Regions from separate parts of the Rattus norvegicus genome. Here region 2 is linked to region 1. The links are chromatin contacts, called in public Hi-C maps. All regions are on one chromosome and are shown on one strand. Each heading gives the region's core, a stretch centred on a gene start, on an enhancer-like site or on the middle of the called end of the contact. The rest is flanking DNA. Distances are from core to core; before and after follow the strand shown. Region 1 has its middle 190 kb from the start of Cd47. Region 2 has its middle 71 kb from the start of Cd47.

Region 1 (6,518 bases), core at 3,153-5,652:
CCCACTTAATAATGTCTTGGGTAGCCCAGGCTGACCTCAACCCCACTTTGTATTCCAGGATACCTCTGAACGTCTAAGTCTCTTGCCTCTACCTCCCAAGTGCTAAAGCAGAAAGATTATGAATTAGATACCAGCTTGGGTTACATAGTGAAATCCTGTCTCAAAACAAAATGAAATTTGATCTTGTCTTTTCTCTGAGTTAATTATGCCACATTTCACAAACCATTAAGCTCATTTGATGAGTTCTTGTTGCTAGAATTTGTGTTTTTAAGCAGATTTTAGTTTTTACCTAGTTGAATTCTTATTTGAAATTCTTAATCTTTTAATCCATATTTAATTTTTTTGAGGTATAAGTGAACCTACTACTATTGTTACGTGTCTCTCTCTGTCTCTGTCTGTCTGTCTCTCTCTCTCTCATGTGCCTGTATGTGTGTGCGTGTGCGTCTCTGTGTGTGTGTGTGTGTGTGTGTGTGTGTGTGTGTGTGTGAGCACTTTGTAGTTTATCTGCATGAGCAAGTACATTTACTTAAGCACACACATAGAGATATCACAAGTCAACATTTTGGCTAGTCTGGCTTGCCAGTGAGTTCCTAGAATCCACCTGTCTCCAGTCCACAACACTGAGATTAAAGGAATGTAGCCATGCCCAGCTGCTACATGCACGTTGGGATTTGAACTTGTATCTTCTCATTTTAAGAGCAAGCAACATCTACGTACTAAGTTACCTCCTTACCCTCTGTTGTCTGATTTTTGTTTACTACTTTATTTAGTTAGCTTTAATGTGTATGAGTGTTTTGCTTGCATGTATGTCTGTGTACCAAGTGCATGCCTGGTACCTGCCAGGAGAAAACCAGCAAGCGCTCTATTGTCTGCCTTTAAACCGTTGATTATGGATCCTATCTTTGCTTCTCATCTCATATCAATCAATCTGAGTCGTGTACAGGTATCAGGGATGAAAACAAAACCAAATGGACCAGTCAACTAAACAACTGTAGAACGTCCAGATGAAGACTCGTGAGCCAGGCCTTTGCCTTTTCTCTGGAGGCCAGACAGGCAGACATTATGTTAGGTCTGAGGTTGGTTTAAAATTTGGGGCAAGTCTGAATGCACCTCGGAGCTAACTCTAGTTTTCATGGTCACTTTGGGACTTTTTAATGGGAAATCTAGCAGGACCCTCAGCCCTCCAAGTTCTACTCTTTGGGCATTTCAAGCCTCTGCACTCCACAACAGCTCACAGTGTGGTGCATGGTTCAAGGAGAATTGTTTTGCATGTACATTCCAAACTCATATTCCTGGTGGGACTTCATTTTTGATCAATACAGATTACAGGTGATGTCAGCCTAGCTAAGCCTTCCTCCACTCTGAACACGGAGCGGGAGTGGGAAGGGAAGTCAGTGGACTTGCACTTTCCAATTGCTAGTTAGTTCATCATGCCACTCCCCTTCCTTGACCAAATCTTTTTCTGGTCTCTCATTCATTCTGTTGAGTCCTTCTTCTTGGCCTGAATCTAATCTTTGGTCTCTAAATAAGCAACTGCTCTCTGGAAAGCAGCTAGTTGATGTTTCTGACCTTCTGATTTGAGTTCAGGTCTTTTATGTGTCTTGTGATGTTTGCAATTTTCCTCCGTTTCCTTCTCCTTTGCTGTAAAGTATATGTTAGCAGCCTACGTCCACCTACACTCTAAGCAGGACCGAAAGTCCCTTTCAGCTGTATTATAAAGATCAGACATTTTACAGTTCAAGCAGATTTTGGCACTTCCCTAGCACATGTACTTCCTGGGGCAGACAGGCAAATATAGCTTTGAAAAAGTGAAATATTCAAGGCTCAAATCTAAGAAGCCTAGTACCTGAAATCATCCATGAGGTAGGTCTGATCCGAGTCCCACTTTTCAAGATGAGGAAAAGAAGAGTAAGGGACAGAAAGAGAGAATGCAGTATGGAAAGAAGTTGTCCTATGCAGGAGGCAGGGAGAAATTCTGGAGTCCTTGCTGTAGCAGTCCAAGTGCCCTGCCTTCAGAGATTCCTGTGGAAAAAGAAGGTTGAGTTCCCAGTCAACCAATAAATCAAACCCTTGCCTACCTCCACCCTGTTTGAAAACAGGATTTAAAGTGCATCACCAATGATAAGACCTAATGTGGAGACAGTTACTGATGAGGTATATAGGATAGAAACGTGGAAGGTAGGAAGGCTATCAGACATAGAAGACTATGACCCTGGGCAGAGGAATATTTATAGCTGATGGAGTTCCAGGAATAGGAGAATCATAGGCTTGTGAATTACAGAGTAACTGAAGCAAGAGCTGGGCCCTGGTCTTTGAAAACATAAAAGTGAATGTTTTACTCTTCTCTATATGGAGTTTATCAGTGTCAAGTCTTCCTGCCCATGATTATTAAACTAGTCCAGAGGGCAAATGGAAGGGAGAAGAAAATACACGACACTGATTGCAGAGAGGAAAACCTTCGTGTGAAGTCCCTTACATTGCTATCAGCACACCCTGTTACTGTGGACAACCCTTACCTCTCGGGAGAGGTAGGAAAAAATTGAATTTCGATAAAAGGAAAATCATGGGAGGATACTTTATGCAAGAAAGTATTTTTGTGTTTAATCTTCAATGTGATTGATTTCTTTAAGATTTGTGGTATTCTACACTTTCCTGTTCTTGATTAAAATTTTCCGTCTCTGCTTGAGCCTGGGGAAGAGGTTGCTAAGCAATTTAACGACATAAACAAGCAAGAGAGGTGTTCAGAACCAATGGGAAGCAGTCAGTCCTTATATTCTTAGGCGAACAAACTGTAGTTAAGGATATTATTGCATTATTGTCTGCATGCAAATGTACTGCTATTTCTAAATGAACCACATCTTTCTTTTGAGAAAGACTGCCTACTGGCCATCCTGCAGCAATTCCAGTGATTAAAAACATTCCCATTTCCTTAAAAATATCAATTATTGATGATAGCTCTCATAGTACTATGAGCCAGGTACGTTCCTAAGCAAGGGACACTTTACATAAGCCATTTCATTTAATCTTTATGATAATATTGGGAGGTAACAGCATATGGTATTCATCTTTTTAGCAAGTGAGGAAATTATCAAGTTTGAGTAATTTGTCAAGGCTCATGCAACAGGTAGAGCCCAGTTTGATCTGATCCAACTATCAATTAATTTAAGCATGCTAGAATGATCCTTCAGCTTCTTCGAAGAGTACAAATGTTTCTGTTTCAGTAATGGTTTTACCCAATTGCCTGGCTTGTAGCCAAGAGTTTTCTTTCTTCTTTCTCAGCTAGATACCTTGGTGACCAGTCTTTCAGTCAATGGGCAGTTAGACTGCATTTTGTAAAGCTTGGAAAATGATAGTTTGGGGAAGCAACACTGATCTGGTGTTTATAGCGGCCCCTTTGTTGGTTTCCAGAACATCACCTAACTAATTGCATATCCAGAGTCAATTAACTTTGTTAATTTTCATCTATAAAATTGAAATAATATTGCAACCTTGCAATGTTGCTGGGGAAGTGAGATTCTATAACATAAAGTGCCCTGTTCAACGCAGACAGCTGATAGCATTTGTCAGATACTGAATTCCCTTCTGCTTCCTTTCCTGTCATTCATGGATGGGGTGCTGTATCTGTCTTTTCAAAGTTGGCAATGTGTCTAAGAGAATTTTGAGTGCCTTCGTTTGACAGGCAGACTTTGTCCTAACTTTGGAAGGATTGTGAAACTCCGAACTAAGCAGTTTTCCTATGTGATGTTCTGATCTCCATATTGTCTCCATACCCCTACCAAAGAGATTTCATGATAACACACCCGAGATACTCGAGACTCAAGAGTTCTGGTTCGGTCCCTTCCTTTGGAGTCATCTGGAATTAAAAAGCTCTTCTAGATTGTGTTATCTTTTTCTGCTGGGATGAATTTGATTTCTTTGACAAACTCAAGCCACTCGCCTCCAGGTGGAGCTGCGAGAGAGAGAGAGAGAGAGAGAGAGAGAGAGAGAGAGAGAGAGAGAGAGAGAGAGAGAGAGAATGGAGATGGAGGAAAGCAAAATAGGTTTGTTCCCCCAGAGAACCAGCCAGGGGAAGATACAATGAAACGAGAAATGGTGCATGATCCGAGGGGATTTGCTGGGAAGAGAAGTGACATGTGAACTCATTCAGCCAGTTTAATTCCACAGGAATCTGAAGAGACTACCAATGTGCTTGGCCAGCCCAGAATAGGATGCAAAAGAAACTAGACACGGTCCCCTCGGAGCTGACAGTCTGGGAGTGGCTGCTTACTGACACAGGACTGAACCCCAGAAGACTCTGAGTAACTCAGAGAAGGAACCAAGATGCAGGTGAAGGCATGGCTTCTAAGGTCAGAGAGAGGCTATTAGCTTTGTGTGTGCCGCTGTCTCCCAGGCACTGAATTAGATGACTCAAATAAATGATCTCATTCGACTTAATCCTAAAAACAGACCTTTGACACGAGAGCCTGTTCTGATGGGGAGGAAAGTGAAGCATGAAAACCAAATACTCTACCAGCGATTCGACTGCAAGTGAGCTTTAAGATGAAAAGCTAATGTGGCTATAGGAGACTCTGAGCTCTCTGAAGCCATGGCTGCTAGCTATAAGTCTAAGCTCTTCTAACTGTACTTCAGTTCCCCTGTGTGACAAATAGACAGCCCAACCCTAGGCTTACCATTTGTGTGGATTGACACTTTCTATGAATCAATCTGCCCCCCCCCACTTTAGTCCCTAATAACTGAGTACTTCTGGTATCCAATCACATGACCTTATCTCTAAATGAAAGATGCTCAGACTAGGGTGGGCTCCGACCCAAGGGAGGGAGGAGGAAACCTAGAGAGTGAGAGACACTATTGCTGTATCAGTTTTGTCTCTCCTGGGCATGATCCCAGTGAGCCCATGATATAACCTTACAGTAACCCCTCACCCCATTCTGACCTGTTTGCTTGGACTAAATTGAGTTTCTGTTACCTGTGACCAACAAATCCCTAGATAGGACAAATGTGTTCCTCATTGTGAGGAATCCATGAGATAAGGTAAATTACAAAGGGCAAAGTTGATGAGACCATAGCTACTTTATCTTGGTGAGTAAAATAGCAATTTGGTTTTTATAATTGGGTTCCAAGGTTTTCGGTTCCTGGAATGTTTCATTATGTCCGAAGAAGGACATGCATAAATTTCCCTTCTGTGTGTTCTGCTGAGAATAATGAATATAGTTGATAGTCATGTCAAAATCAAGTCTTAAGAGTCATCAGGTTTTTTTTTGCATTTGGGATAAGTCAAGTGGCTCAAGCCTGGTCATCTGGTAACTGCTTTTTTCACTGGAGCCAGACAGCCCCTTTCAAAATCTCCTCTAGGGACTGCGTCTGGCTGAGTGACAGAAACTCCCGTTGAGTGACTGGCTGGCTGGCCACGCTGCTATCTCTACGTGTGTGATAATGACTCTGAGTGAGGTTTGACCGGAGATACTTCTATTTGATTTGGTTCGCTTACATTTCTGCTATGTGTCACTCAAGATCGCCAAAGCATACAAACATGGCGGGGAAGAGATCGCTGCGTCTGTGGAACGGAGATGCCAGGAAGCTTCGCACTGGGTCATTTAGAACCATCTTTGGAAAGTACATATGTTTATGTGTTCATGGGTTGGGGTGGTTCCTCTGTTTATGTTTGAGGTCAGACAGCAACATCCTCAAGTTGGGATCCACAGTGTGAACCCCGGGGGTTGACCGCAGGTCCTCAGGCTTGGCAGCAAGTGTTTTCACCCACTGAGCACCCACTGAGCCTTCTCATCGGCCCTTATCATGGCTACTTTGCCTCTGGGTTGTTGATTCCATGCTGAGTTTATGGAGAAGGCTAGAAACAACACACTTTCTGCTGGTATTTTACCTGCCACCCATCAGGCTGCATACTGTTTTATTTATCGTGGACCTCAGAGTGCCAACTCTCTCTTTGTCTCTTAATCACTTCAGTTTCTTCAGAGTGAAGATGGAGCCCTTTAACCTGGCTCTCCTCCTGGACCCCATGCACATTTTCCAGGGGATTCCATCGCACCTTGCATCCTCTACTGCACTAAGGCAACCGCAGCAGTGTTAGTGAGGGTTTCCTTGCCTGTGGCTGCTTTACTACTTAATGCAGACCATGTAAATTACCTGTCAGAGGATTGCCAATGGGCAAACTCACTCTGAATCCTAACTGACTACACACACGGTCAGTCTGTCTACCCACTCTTTCTTTCTGTGACTTAACCTATTTGCATTGCTTATGATTATTTTTAAAACTGTCTTTGGGAGTGGGTATTCTTAGAGAATCTGTCCTCTAGACATTGCAGGCTTACTTCTGTAGGGGGACTTTCAGAAGAAGGTCCAGTGGCACAGATGGGGTGCCTTTAAGCCAAGCGATTTCTCAGATGAAGATGTTGAGTCCAACTTTATGTTTGGTTTCCTACAATCATGAGTGGCATCAGAAAAGAATATAACATCATCTCATACTGTAGATTCTACTGAAGACATCAGAGAAAAGTCTT
Region 2 (6,394 bases), core at 2,482-4,981, 120 kb after region 1:
GGCCTGCAGCTCACCAGCTACAGTGATGGACTGAGACACTGGCTGCCACATTGCATGCCCTCCACACCCCTGCCTATACTGTGGACATTCAGGGTCTCCCAGCCTCCCCTGGCGTTTAACCAGGATTCCAGCAGAGTAAATGACTGAACTTTAGAGCTGAAGTTGGCGGAACTTCATTAAGACCAGGGGAAGGTCTGAGGTGAATGGGGTGTGTGGTATGTGTGACAGATTTTGAGAGAATTGTTTCCTTTTCCATCTATCCAGAAGAAAAATCTGTTCCTGGTTGTCTTCTGTAAGCAATATTTGATGCCTGTGGGAGCTGAGGGCTTGGTTTGAACATGGTTACGTGCATCTACCAGTCTGCACAATGTGACTGCGGTTTGCAACAAGGAGAGCCAATGTCAGCAATCTGGGTTCTGTGGGTTCCCCTTCTCAAGGTTTTTTACTGAGAACAGGGATCCCAGTGGAGGAGTTAGAGAAAGGACTGAGGTAGCTGAGGGGATTTGCAACCCCATAGGAGAAACAATAATATCAACCAACCAGACCCCTCCCCCCAGAGCTCCCAGAGACTAAACCACTAACCAAAGAGTATAAAGGGACCCATGGTTCCAGCTGCATAGGTAGCAGAGGACGGCATTGTCTGGCATCAATGGGTGGGAGGCCCTTGGTCCTGTGAAGTCTCAATGCACATAAAACACTCATGCACATAAAATAAAAGGAAATATAAGAAGTTTAAAAGTGGAGAATGTATGTAGTTATTTTTCTTTTCCTATTTGTGAGTGATCAGGGAAAAGAGTAAAATCTGTTGAGTTCCTCATTCTATCTCAATGTAGGGGAATATCAGGGCAGGGAGTGGAAGGTAGTAGGAGGGTGGGTAGGGGAGCACCCTCATAGAAGCAGGGGACTGTGAGATAGCAGGTTTTTGGAGGGGAAACTGGGAGAGGGGATAACATTTAAAATGCAAATAAAAATGCAATTAAAAAAAATAAAATGGGGGTTGGGGATTTAGCTCAGCGGTAGAGCGTTTGCCTAGGAAGCACAAGGCCTTGGGTTTGGTCCCCAGCTCCGAAAAAAATAAAAAATAAAAAAAAATGTGAAGTGAGTTTTCCCAGAAATGATATATAGTGACAAAGAAGAAGGAGGTGGGAGAGGGAGAAGAAGAAAAAGAGGGGGCGGGAGAAGAAGTCTGGAGACTTTGGGCTCTTGGGTTCAGATGGGTCAGTCCTGTGACTCACTGCTGGTGAAGGACCCAGCCACCAAAGCCAAAGCTGCCCTTGACCACATGTTAGTTCTGTGATTTCTTGACCGTGAGCGGCCATTTAGTACTAAATAGCTCACCTTTTTTTTTAATATTAAAAAGTTCAACTTCTATACAATACTACCCTTAGCATAATTAAGAAATGGGAGGAGCTAGAGAGATGGCTCGGCACTCAAGAGCCTTTTGTTGCTTCCACAGAGGTCCTAGGTTTGCTTCTCAGCACCCACATGGCTGTCTCACAAGCATCTGGAATTTCAGTTCCAGAAGAGCTGATGCCCTCTTTTGACTTCCGAGGGCCTCAGACACACACCTGGTGCAAATACATCCATGCCGGGGGAAAACACTCATGCACATAAAATAAAAGGAAATATAAGACGTTTAAAAGTGGAAGAATGTATGTAGTTATTTTTCTTTTCCTATTTGTGAGTGATCAGGGAAAAGAGTAAAATCAGTAAAAGTTCCTCATTCTATCTCATTAGGTACTTTTCTATGTAAACGAATTACCTGAGGTGCAATAAAACCACAGAGTTCGTTTGAAGAGGAAGCAGTTTATGAACTGGGGAAAGGCAGAGTTAAAGAGGTTTAGTGTTCTGATAAATTATCAGAGGCGAGAATTTACAAGGAAAAGAAAGAGAAGCAGAACAAAGAAAGCATTTGATTGACTGTATCCAAGATTCCCTTTTCCACTTTGCCTGTTGGAAATTCCCTAACCATATCACCCTATGTCAGCTGCTGGTGACTGGGGGAGGCGACATTTTGTATCCACCAGACATTGCCAAGCGATGACTAACAATTACTCAAATGAAGTGCTGCTTCTTGGTGCAGTTTAACCAAGAGTTAAGGTATTTTTGAGGCCTAATTGTGTTGACTCAAGAACTCTCTAGGCCTTGTTTATATTTTGGTTTTGCCACAACCATATCTTATAAAACCCAAAGCACAGCTACAAAAGGAAAAAGAAGGTTACTCCTTTACTTCCTTTTTTTTCCTTCATATGTAAAACACGACAGACTCAGTGTGGACAGAAGGTATGGAATCCACCAACTTTTTACACTCTGCCTCAGAGCAATTCTGACCTGCCTGCATTTCCAGTCTGTTGCGTTGTATCTGACACAGGGCCTGACTGCTGATAATGTCATTTCCAGGGTGAACAAGCCAGGAAGTGGTACCTTTTCAGCGGTGGAGGAGGGGAATGTGTGGGATGAGGGAGACAGGAGTGAAGCCGACGCAATTAACAGTGACATGAGAAATGACACTGATTTATGTATCGCCCCATCTTTCTCCCTGGGATTTTACGGCATTTGACACACTGTCTCACCCGTCTATTTTTGGATCCAGGAAACATTCCTGAAAAGTGAGAGGAGTGAACATGGAATGGTTTGGCGAGACTCTCTAAGGCTAAGTGGAGTCACCTCTAACTCCCAAGTCTTGCTCCTCTCGTGCCCCTGAGCTTTCTAAAGACGGCTTCCCTCCCACCTCATCCTACCTCCTACTCCCTTCCCTCCACTACAGTTAGCACAGATCAACTCAGGTAGCACCCTGGGTGCTTAAGTTCACGAGAGAGACAGGGAGAAAACAACCTAGAAAGCGAGTAATGGTAGGGGAATTAGACAAAGCATTTGCTGTAGAAACCCATGCATGACCTCTGATGTGTACTGTCATGCTGAGATTATCACAAAACTCTGGACAAAAACAAAGAAAGAAAAAGGTGAATTCTTTTTGCTGTGCATTCCTCTGGTGTGCCTACTGGCAGAAAAAGAATGTACTAATGATTTTACTGCAGGTTTGTTTTTCTCAGCTCAAAATGGTGGTTTTTGTTTTTGTTTTTGTTTTTGTTTGCTTTGTTGTGGTTGTGTTGTCTTCATCAGAGCCACAGACTGAAAGGTACAGGGGTGATAGCTTTGTTTTTCTTCTTTTGGGGTCTGCGTGTGTGCATATGTGCGTGTATGTGTGTGTGTATGTATGTGTGTGTATGTGTGTATGTGTTTGTATGTGTGTATGTGTGTGTATGTGTATGTGTGTATGTGTGTGTATGTGTGTGTATGTGTATGTGTGTATGTGTGTGTGTATGTGTGTGTATGTGTGTGTATGTGTGTGTATGTGTGTGTGTATGTATGTGTGTGTGTATCTGTGTGTGTGTGTGTGTGTGTGTGTGTGTGTGTGTGTATCTGTATGTATATGCTGGGAGTCAAAGTCTGTCTTCCTTCTGTAGCACTCCACATTATTGATTTTGAGGGAATCTCTCACTGAGACCCAGAATCCACCAGTTGGCCAGACTGGCTTGTCACAGAACTCCAAGGACCGGCCTGTATCTGAGTCCCCCTACCCCCAAATGAGTGCTAGGGTTCCAGGTGCCTCCTATCACGCCCAGTTTTTAGTGGCTGCTGGGGATGAAACTCGGGCCCTGGGCCCTGGTGGTTGCACGGCAAGCACTTCCCCGACTGAGCCACCCCCTCATTCCACAAATAGCTCTGCAGTCACAGTTCTGGATGTTTTTACCCAGAACGGAGATCTACAAACCTGAACATTGAAAGGCAGAGGAAGTTTGTAGGAGACTCCAACCGCACAACCACCCATCTTAAAGAGCCTGAGATGCAGAATTCTTGATGAAATGCAGATGACGAGATGTCCTGAGTTGATTTCTCTCATTTAACACTAGACTGTCTTGATTTAAGCAGCTCAGAAGTATACCATAATTCGCTCACTTTTAATTATGCATATACATAGACATTTATTTGCTAATTCCAGTGAGATATTACCTAATTTTCATTGATGTCCTCGACTCCTAGCTTCTGTCATAACATTCCTGTTAATATTGTTTGAGTGCAGTTAGGCATTTATTGTTTATTGTACGGGAGAACAAATGATTTCATAGTCGGCACTGATGGGCACAGGCCTCTCTTGGTGAATTCGCTGATAAAGCCATGACTCATGGTGCACTCTCATTTCTCGGGAAAGGAATGAGTGATGGGTTTGGAGGAAGGCCTGAGAGAGGACTGTGTGTACCATTTCCTTCATTTGGTGCATTAGGACTGCAATGTTCCCAGTGTACATGATTGGCCATCTTTTGATATGATTATGGTACTGTGATACCCTTTCTCTGCAACCCTTTCTGTTCCTCAGGGACAGATGACAGGCTAAGGGAGGAGCCTAGAAGAGTGACTGCATTTGCAATCATTGAGCAAAAACAAACAAACAAAACAATATACACACAACCAACCCTCCCCCCCAAACAAACAAACCAAGTCAAATCAAAGACAAGCAAACGAAAACCCACAAAGCATTTTTTTTTCTTTCTTTTTTTTTTTCGGAGCTAGGGACCGAACCCAGGGCCTTGTGCTTGCTAGGTAAGTGCTCTACCACTGAGCTAAATCCCCAACCCATACAAAGCATCTTTTAGAGTACCATGGGACTCTTCATAAAACCCTGTCCAAACTGGGAGTCAGGAGCTAAACACGGACACAGAACATTTCAGCCTGCTTTCAAAGGACAGCACATAGTGAGAGTTTAACAGAAAACCGTGCTGCACCTGTACTCAGGTCCTGTCAGACACCTTCTCGAACAAGGTTCTACGCTGCCTTTGAAGGACTTGGCCACTTCGCCTAGGTGATGCTTTAGTCCCACTTGAAGTGGGCACCATCTCTGGTCGTAGTAGTGGGCAGAGGAAAAGTGAACGGAAGCTATTTTCAATTCATGATACCTCACCAGCTGCCATTGCCTGCTTCCCACAGCGCCCGAGAGGGTAGATGGAGCATGCACCTCAGACATTTTTGGTGAAGGGAGCAGGATGATTACTAACCTAAGCCTCAGCAAAACTTCCAGCCAGCAATGCTAATGCTCCCATTTGTGAAGCAGTATTAACGAGGCTTCAATTTCTTCAATATGTAGCCCCACGGATTTGGTTTCTGCTGGTTATTGGGCTAAGACAGCTCCGTGTTCTTAATCACATTCTGCCTAGCGTGATTGGAAGGTCTGCTCTTAACATATTTTTCAGAAGTCTTGAGAATCAGTCATTGGTCTGAAGGAATAAATTAGATTGAGTACTGCTGCAGGAATGGAGCAGGAAGTGCCCTCCACGTGCTACAGGGCTCCCCTTCCCCTCACTTCTTTGCATTCAGCTATGAGAATAATCTACTCCCTAATGTCGCTTCCTGTCTTCTGCTTTCACTAACCAGAAGATTGTGGCTGAGTCTGGCGTTTAAGTTTCACCTCACAGGTTGTTTCTACCGCAGTCTGTTTGGTCTTTGGCAATAACGGCATAGGACAACACGGACTGACTTCGGTGTATGCACGCTCATTCCTAGATTCTGCCAGGGCCGATGAGGAAGAGGAAAGAGAGAGAATCCCTTCCGCTTACTGGGTGTTTCTTACACTGAGCCTGGCGGTGTGGCAACCGCCATTCTCACGGAACCTCATATTCAATCTTCATTTGTACGATGAAGAGACTCGGAGATGTTAACCGTGCAAGGTGACACGGCTGGTGAGGAACAAGGCCTTGGAACCCACACCATGGGCACTGTCCCACCCACACAGCAAGGTCTCCTGTAAGATGCTCAGAAGGTAGGAGCTTAGGAATCGTCCCTCTTCCGTAGATAAAGAAACCGAGTATCAGGAGACACTGCTCTGAGGGCGACAGTAAATGTGACAAATCGTCCTCTACGGCACTAATGATCACTAATGATCAGGTTTCTGAGCACCACCACAGCTATTACTGTTTTCTATCCAACACTTGGCCAGGTCTTTCTCTTCTTCACTTTCAGGCTAATAATTAGATTTAAATAGCTGACAGGACTCTAAACATCACCACGGGGAGTTCTACATTCCCTTACTACTGCTTACAAAGGTTTCATTTTTTAAAAGATCCTTTGAAATGATAAGTAAGTTACACTCAGCAATAGCTTTAAAAGAATCATCTGTTCCCTTATTGAGTCTTCTGAAAACTGCATGCTGCTCTCTCCCTGTTTGCCTAGAGAGGCCATCCCTTCTTTTTAATCTCCAGCTGGAAGAATTAAAATGCCCAGGAGGACCAGGGTGGATTGATGTAGACAGCATCTATGGCCCTAGAAAGTGAGAACTCAGGAATCTTGTCTTCATTTCATTACAAAACAAATTTGTTTTCTATAGAGAGTGAAATCGTGG

What was found. A called contact is a pair of places that touch in the nucleus more often than the background predicts.
Region 2: a Hi-C map of the A7r5 cell line shows a contact between it and region 1, with 2.7 times the contacts expected there. The contact joins two enhancer-like sites. A contact is called at or near these places in 2 of 12 Hi-C or Micro-C datasets (the A7r5 cell line and prefrontal cortex).

Annotation. Positions count from the first base shown.
Region 1 is chr11:64,245,484-64,252,001 of GRCr8, forward strand. No RefSeq gene overlaps it. Among named protein-coding and RNA genes, the nearest start is that of Cd47, 190 kb to the right of the region's middle. Within about 2 kb of position 4,403, at least 2 of the 93 cell types and tissues checked have an H3K27ac peak or open chromatin away from gene starts, as enhancers often do. A contact at or near this core is called in the A7r5 cell line, where this site is marked.
Region 2 is chr11:64,363,835-64,370,228 of GRCr8, forward strand. No RefSeq gene overlaps it. Among named protein-coding and RNA genes, the nearest start is that of Cd47, 71 kb to the right of the region's middle. Within about 2 kb of position 3,732, at least 27 of the 93 cell types and tissues checked have an H3K27ac peak or open chromatin away from gene starts, as enhancers often do. A contact at or near this core is called in the A7r5 cell line, where this site is marked.